Regions from separate parts of the Rattus norvegicus genome. Here region 1 is linked to region 2. The links are chromatin contacts, called in public Hi-C maps. All regions are on one chromosome and are shown on one strand. The core of a region is the stretch at or near the end of the contact, and the rest is flanking DNA. Distances in the headings are between cores, read along the strand shown.

Evidence for each region. A called contact is a pair of places that touch in the nucleus more often than the background predicts.
Region 1: a contact with region 2 is called in a Hi-C map of the A7r5 cell line, with 4 times the contacts expected there. The contact joins the promoter of Tango6 here to the promoter of Zfp90 in region 2. A contact is called at or near these places in 3 of 12 Hi-C or Micro-C datasets (the A7r5 cell line, frontal cortex and mammary epithelial cells).

Annotation. Positions count from the first base shown.
Region 1 is chr19:51,477,438-51,480,922 of GRCr8, reverse strand. Tango6 (transport and golgi organization 6 homolog) reads right to left here and starts at 1,528. Exons shown (of 18, transcript NM_001427103.1): 1 at 1,349-1,528. The coding sequence starts at 1,451.
Region 2 is chr19:51,229,466-51,233,160 of GRCr8, reverse strand. Zfp90 (zinc finger protein 90) reads right to left here and starts at 1,267. Exons shown (of 5, transcript NM_001025765.2): 1 at 1,164-1,267; 2 at 880-946. The coding sequence starts at 912.

The sequences.
Region 1 (3,485 bases), core at 279-2,778, 250 kb before region 2:
GTATCCTGCCATTGCTTCTTAACTGGGGCATGACAGTATATTTACAATGCTTTTAGTTAAGGAACTGAGCTTTGACACGTGTTTGTTTTACTTTAGGCAATTTACAATGTACGTGAGCCTTGGTTCCTTCCTCTGCAAAAATGAATGCTATTAATACTTCTCTGATGAGACTGCTGTGGGGACTAGATGATATACACATAAATGGACTACTATGGGGATTGGCACTTAGGCAATCACCTACCACTATTTTCTTTTCACGTCCCACCAGTATGGTGTAATGTTTGCAGCTGTAGTTTGGGGGTCGACATTTGAGACTGAGTGTTCACCTCATGATTGTACGTGTGCCTTTACCTTGAAATTCTACACACACACCCATACTTGCTGTTTTGTAAGTAGGATCCTATTTTCTTATACCCTTCTACATTTCCAGATGCCATCAGAAGTTCCATTCTGGGGGTTGGGGATTTAGCTCAGTGGTAGAGCGCTTGCCTAGGAAGCGCAAGGCCCTGGGTTCGGTCCCCAGCTCCGAAAAAAAAAAAAAAAGAACCAAAAAAAAAAAAAAAAAGAAGTTCCATTCTGGATAATCTGCCTTAGTCTGACAAGGAGATCAAGCAGAACTGAGTTCTAAGTCTTCCCCTAATATAACCACGTGATTTGGAGTGTGAGTTCCAGGACATACCTTAACTATAGAGTGATGATATACTGTCTAAAGAAAAAGGGGTGGGGGCGTGAATGGTGGTGCTTGCCTTTCATCCCAGCATTTGAGAGACAGAAGCAGTCAAATCACCACAAATAGAGACTCAACAGTAAGAGAGAATGCAAGGTTTCACTATCCCCAAGGTCCCTTCAAATATTAAATTGGGAACTCAACACGAGATTAAAGGTGACTGTGCATCTCTGATACCAAAATGGAAACCCTTAAAAATCTTCCTCAAATTCAGCTAAAAATGTCCCTGCTCAGCATCTCTGGTCACTTGGCATTTTATACAAATCTCAAGCACACCAGGAGCCCTCAAGCGGTTGGGTCATCACATTACACCTGTCTGAAGGTGTCTCCAGTCCCTATGTCAGCGCTGCGCTGGAGCAAACAGTGGACCGGAGCTGCTGGTCCTTGAGGTGCTCAACGGACCTCAGCCAGCAACAGCATTCAACCGACCAAAAGCTCTCCTGGAGCTTTCGTTTCCTTAAGTTTTAAGTGAGACTGCACAAGGCCCAAACGCTCCCGGGAGTGGGATGGAGTTCCCGGGAGGGCCTGAGTGGAACATGCGGTGGCAGCCAGGGCGAGCCTAGGAGACCCGCGACCCCGCGAGCCTCGGGTCCGGCCCCGCGCCGAGATTCATCCTCTCACCTCCCGGGCTCAGCAGCAGCTTCAGCGCTTCCAGAATCTGCTCCAAACCACATGTCCCCAGAACGCCACTCGGCGCAGCCGCCGCCTGAACGGAGGCCGCCATGATTGGAGTGGAGCTAGCCACTTGCGATACGCTCAGACACTACAGTGGACCAGCGCGGCCGCCATTTTGGATGTGGCGGGAGGCGTGCCCTCTGATGGAGGGCGGGGCCCAAACCTGGGGCGGGGCCTGCTCTGTCTGGAACGCCCCCTTCGAACCGTTTTTTCTGGTTTCCTTTACTCTGAGTGTGAGAAACAAAATACAGTTTCTTGTGTTGTTCTCGCAGAGCGCCCCAGTTTAATTCCCAGCATCCATATCGGATACCAGTGCAAACTCAGGTCCAGTACCTCGTATGTATACGCATGCACGCACAAGCATTACAAAATATTTTTAAAAGAAAATATAATTAACTTCTATAGAAAAGATAAAATAAAGGACCTATGTGGTGACACGCATTTTTTCAAACCTAGTACTTAGAAGCAGAGGCCACCTGGTCTACATACCAAGCTCAAGGCCAGTCAGAAACCCTGAGAGTCCCTGACTCAAAAATAGAAAAAGAAAGAACACAAGTAGTCTTGCGTGGTGACCCATGCTTCGAACCTCAGCTGCTATAGAGGCTATAGAGGGAGGATCACATGTTCAAAAGTAGCGAAGGCAGCTTAGTGAAACCGTTTCAAGGCTATTAAGGGCTAGAAATGTTATCCAGTAACAGCACAAGATCATGAGATCAGTTCTTAGTACTTCAACCCAGACGGGGGGTGGGGGTGGGGGGAGTGAACAGAAATAGTTTCTTGTAAAAATAATACACATTTCACTATGAAAATTTTCAAGTACTAAATGAAACACAATAAAATAAGGTTCACAGATGTACATAGAGCCTGAAAGAGAAGCTCACACCTGTGACATCAGCATTCAGGGAAGCTGAGGTGACAAGACCATGTGTTCATAACTTCGTCCTCAAAAGCAACAATAACAAAAAATATTCAACTTAGTATTATTATTTCCTTTTGTGACACTTAAAAATAAATATACACGGGGCGAGAGAGAGCTGGATCAGTGGTTTAGAGTATTCCCAGTTCTTGTAGAAGACCCAGGTTTAATTCTCATAAGCCACATGTATTACTCCAATTCTAGGGGATACCCTCTTCTGGCCTCCAAGACGACCAGCCACACTTGTGGGGCACAGACACACATGCCAGCCAAACACTCATAACTATAAAATAAAATAATTCTTTTTTAAAATAAATATGCACACACTCATGCTCTGGGGATGAGACAGCTGCAAACAGCCCCATCCGTGTATGTTGGTTTTGTTGGTTGGGCGATGGAGATCAGAGCCAGAGACTCTAGTGCATGCTCTCTGCAATAAACTGCAGTGGCATCGCCAGTGCTGAGGCCTGGAGAGGTCCTTAGTAACTAATGGTCCTCTTCGTCCTCTTTGTATGGCTGGTGCATTACTAGAAGATCCACTTTATACCAAAAGCATAACCTCCTATCGTGTTATATGGAAATAAAACTACGTCTGAGATTCAGATAATCATCAAAAGGTTTTCTTCACCTCCATAATTCCTGATGGTACAGTCACAGATCTCAGGTCAATATTGTTTGTTTGTTTGTTTGGAATTTTTTTTATTGTTTTGTTTGTTTTATGAGACAGGATTTTGTAGTGTAATAGCCCTGGCAGTCCTAGAACTTGATTTGCAGACCAGGGTGACCTCCAACTCATAGAGATTCATCTAAAGACATGTGCCACCGTGCCTGGCCCAATGTTAGTATTTTTAAAAATTATTTTTAGTTAGCATAAGGAATAAATCATTGTGACATTTTTACCCCACATACACAATTGTCCTTTGCTTATATCCCCCCCCATACCCACCCCAGCCCATTGCACCCACTGTCCACCTTTATCCTTTCTACTGGTCCTCCTCCTGCCCTAGGTGGATGCTTTTGGGAATTCAATCTTTAGCACATCTGCCCCTCCCCAGTAAACACCCATCACTGCACGCAGGAGGCTGAAGCAGGTCGAAGAAAAGGAAAAGGAAACCCATCAAACCCCAATCACAGGCTGGAGAGATGGCTCAGCGGTTAAGAGCACTG
Region 2 (3,695 bases), core at 18-2,517:
TGAGTTTCCTGCTATGAGGATTAGGAACTGAACTAATTCTGCAAGAGCAGCATGTAAAAGTTTACAGTCTGCACTCTTAACTGGAAACCCATCTCTCCAGCCCATCCTTATTATTTTCCAGGAGGTGCTGGGAATTGAACCTAGGACCTCACACGTGCTAGGCAAGTGATCTACCACTGAGCTATATTCCTAGTTCTTACCCTTAATTCTAAAGAGGATTAGGATTATGTTTTCATCAATGTAATATGGACAACCTCATTGTTTTTATGTCCAGAAAAATGCCCCTTTTGCTACAAGAATAAAATGGGTTGACAAATCTGTCTCTTATTAATTAAGTTGAAGCCGGGACCTGGGGATGTGCACTATTAAACATCTGTCAAAGAAAAAAGAAAACGAATGGGGCGGGGGTTGGGGGAGCAAAAGCTTGGAGCTAGTTTGTCCAGATTTGGCGGTGATGGTGGTCTCAGACTCAGAGCCCAACCTTCAACGGTTTCTTTCTCTAATAGGTCTCTTCTGCCCCCTGCTGTCTCTTTAAGGCCTTTGGATGAGAAGCAGGGGCTTCTTACCTCACTTTTCTATCTTGTCACCCTATTCTCCATTCCTCACTGAAGAGTTCCAAGAACTGTACACTGCAATACAGGCTCAGTGTGGACAATCCCAAATCGGTTAATTTCTTTCACAAGATCGCATTTCCCTAGTCTCCATCCTTTCAGGAATCCCGCTCCGCCCAGGTCTGGGCACTTTGAGAGGGGATTTCTTTAGAGGAGGAGACTCAAAGCGATCCAGACTAAGAATCTCTATACCAATAATTGTTCGGTTCACACTCCCAGGGCCTCGCAGGGTGGGATGCTCCGGGCGGTGGGGGAAGGCTCGGCTCACCTGGGGCGTGGCCGTCGGAGGTCTCGGGGCCATTCCTGCCTCAGTGAGTGCTGGCTATGGTCCAGGGCTGAGGAGAGAGGACAGGATCCACTCACCGGGCTACCCCGAGGCCCCACCCCTCCAGCTCTGTAGCCACTTCGGCCGAAACGTGGGGAGGAGCCCCGCCTTCTCCTGCGGCTCTCCCCAAGGCCAAATGAAAGGCCCCACAGCTTCGGGACAGTCCCTCCGGCCACGCCCAGTCAGCCCACAGGATGGTCGGCGAGGCGGGGAGGACAGCCTCCTACCCACGGCACTCGAAATCTGGCTCCGGGGCTTCGGAATCCGCGACCTCAGGTCCGTCCCTCTAGCGCCCGCTGCAGTTTCTTGTTCTCGGCGGTGCAGCTCTGCAACAACAGGGCCGGACAATGGCCACAGCGGCGGGCGCAGAGCCACAAGTGCGACTGCGCACACTGATCCTCGCGCCTGCCCATCTGCGGGCCCAGAAACTACGATTCCCAGCTATCCTCGCGTGCCCGCCCTGCAGAGGTGCCCCGCCTCCTAGTGAGGGCTGTGGTAAGAACACAAGAAGGCTGACTGGTTGGTTAGGTTCAAAGTTTTTGTTTGGTATGTGTATGCTTTCTGGAGCTGCTAGAAATTCTCTCCACCCCTCCCCCCACTCCCTCTCTCTGTGTAACCCTAGATGTCCGAGAACTCACTCTGTAAACCAGTCTAGGCTCAAACTCAGAGATCCACCTACCTCTACCTCCCAAGTGCTGGGGTTAAAGGCCAGTGGCACCACCTCCCAGACCCTCTCCCCACTTTTTTCAAATATCTTGGTTGAGATATAATTTATAGACTACAATATCACAAAGCTGAGCTCTTATTGTAAGACACAAACCTGTAATCAATCCTCCAGCACACAAGAGGCTAAGGATCCGGAGTTCAAAGTTATCCTAAACTGTGGTTCAAGACCAGCTTGGGCTACAAGAAAGAGACCTGGGCTTACAAGCCAAAGTAAATACACAATGCATGCGTGAATGGATAAAGTGTATCATTCAATGGACTTTAGTACACGCACAGAGTTGCACAACCATCACTCTAGTCTCCTCTTTGAACATTTTTATCAGCCACAAAAGAAAACTCATGTACTTTAAAAAACTACCCCCTACTCCTATCTCTGCCTCCTCTCAATCCTGGGCAACCACTGACCTGTGTTGTCTCTGTAACAACTCTGCCTCTTCTGGGTATTTTGTAAGATCAGGCAATACGAAGCTTTATGAATGGGCTTCTTTCAGTTATCATAGTGGTTCTGAGTTCATTCACATTACAGTAAACCCTATTCCATTCTTTTTTAATGCTGAATGAAGGATTTGATTGCCTGAGCAATTCATTCATCAGTTGGTGGCATTTGAGTTGTTTATACTGTGGGATTTTATGCTTTTATCTTCAAAGCAACATATTACAGTGGATATGTGTGTACACACTTTTATGGGGGTGCTGTTTCATTGATCTGGGGTAGATGCAGAGAAGTAGAATTATAGAGATTTGGTAGCACAATGTTTAGCATTTCAAGAAACTGTGAATTTGTTTTCTGAAGTGGCTGTATCACTCCTCTCTTCTCTCTCTCTCTCTCTCTCTCTCTCTCTCTCTTACTAACAGCATATAGATTCCAACATTCCTACCCACACCTGTTACTATTCGTCATTTATTACAGCAGTATGTGGGTTTTGCTGGGATGAGGGGGCGGAGAAAGTATAAGTAACAACAAGCCCCTTTGAGACTATGTAAATATTTTCCACACTAAACAACAGTGGCAGATAAATAAAGCAGAAAACAGAAGTTTAAGAAATCCTAGCTGATTCCTAAAATAGAACTTTCAATAAGAAGTACAAACACAGGGTAAGGCTCGGAGAAAGTATAAGTAACAACAAGCCCCTTTGAGACTATGTAAATATTTTCCACACTAAACAACAGTGGCAGATAAATAAAGCAGAAAACAGAAGTTTAAGAAATCCTAGCTGATTCCTAAAATAGAACTTTCAATAAGAAGTACAAACACAGGGTAAGGCTCGGCACCAGGGACTACAGCTCGTTCCCTAGTGCTGGCAGCAACGCGGTCCACGGATAAGGGCCAGAGTACCTCCTAGGGAGTGACCTACGACGTTCAGAAGTGACCTGAGATGGAGAATGTGAACAGACCTCTGCACTCAAAAGCAAAACAAGAGTGCAATGAGGCAGAGCGGAGTCCTACCACCTCAGTAATGCACTTGGCAAGCGGAGGCAGGAGTATCAGAAGTTCAAGGGGACCAGCTCTGCTTAGTTAACCGAGACCCTGTATCAAAACCAGCCAATGAACCAACCAAAAACCTCACAAAAGCAAAACAAACAAAACAGAGGGTTCAAACAATGCAAAAATGTTTTGCCCGTATAAAATGTAAGAAAAAACAATGTAAAACGTATTTGCCCATGCCTTTCATTTCAGCAGTGGGAGTGGTGGGTGGTGGGTGGTGGGTGGTGGGTGCAGAGGCAGGCTGATCTCTGTGACTCTTTCTCCTTTGTCTCTCTCTGTCTCTCTCTCTCTTTGTGTGTGTGTGTGTGTGTGTGTGTGTGTGTGTGTGTGCATGTCTGTGAGTGTGTGTGTGCATGTCTGTGAGTGTGTGTGCATGTCTGTGAGTGTGTGTGTGTGTGTGTGTGTGTGTGTGTGTGTGTTGGGGAGAGGGAAATTAGGCAACCCTTGGGAGCTGGTTGTCTCTTTCCACCTTCCTCCGTTTGAATTCAGGTCTTCAGGTTTTCACTGCAAGTGAAAACCCCTCCAGCCATCTCTCAGGCTCTATGAA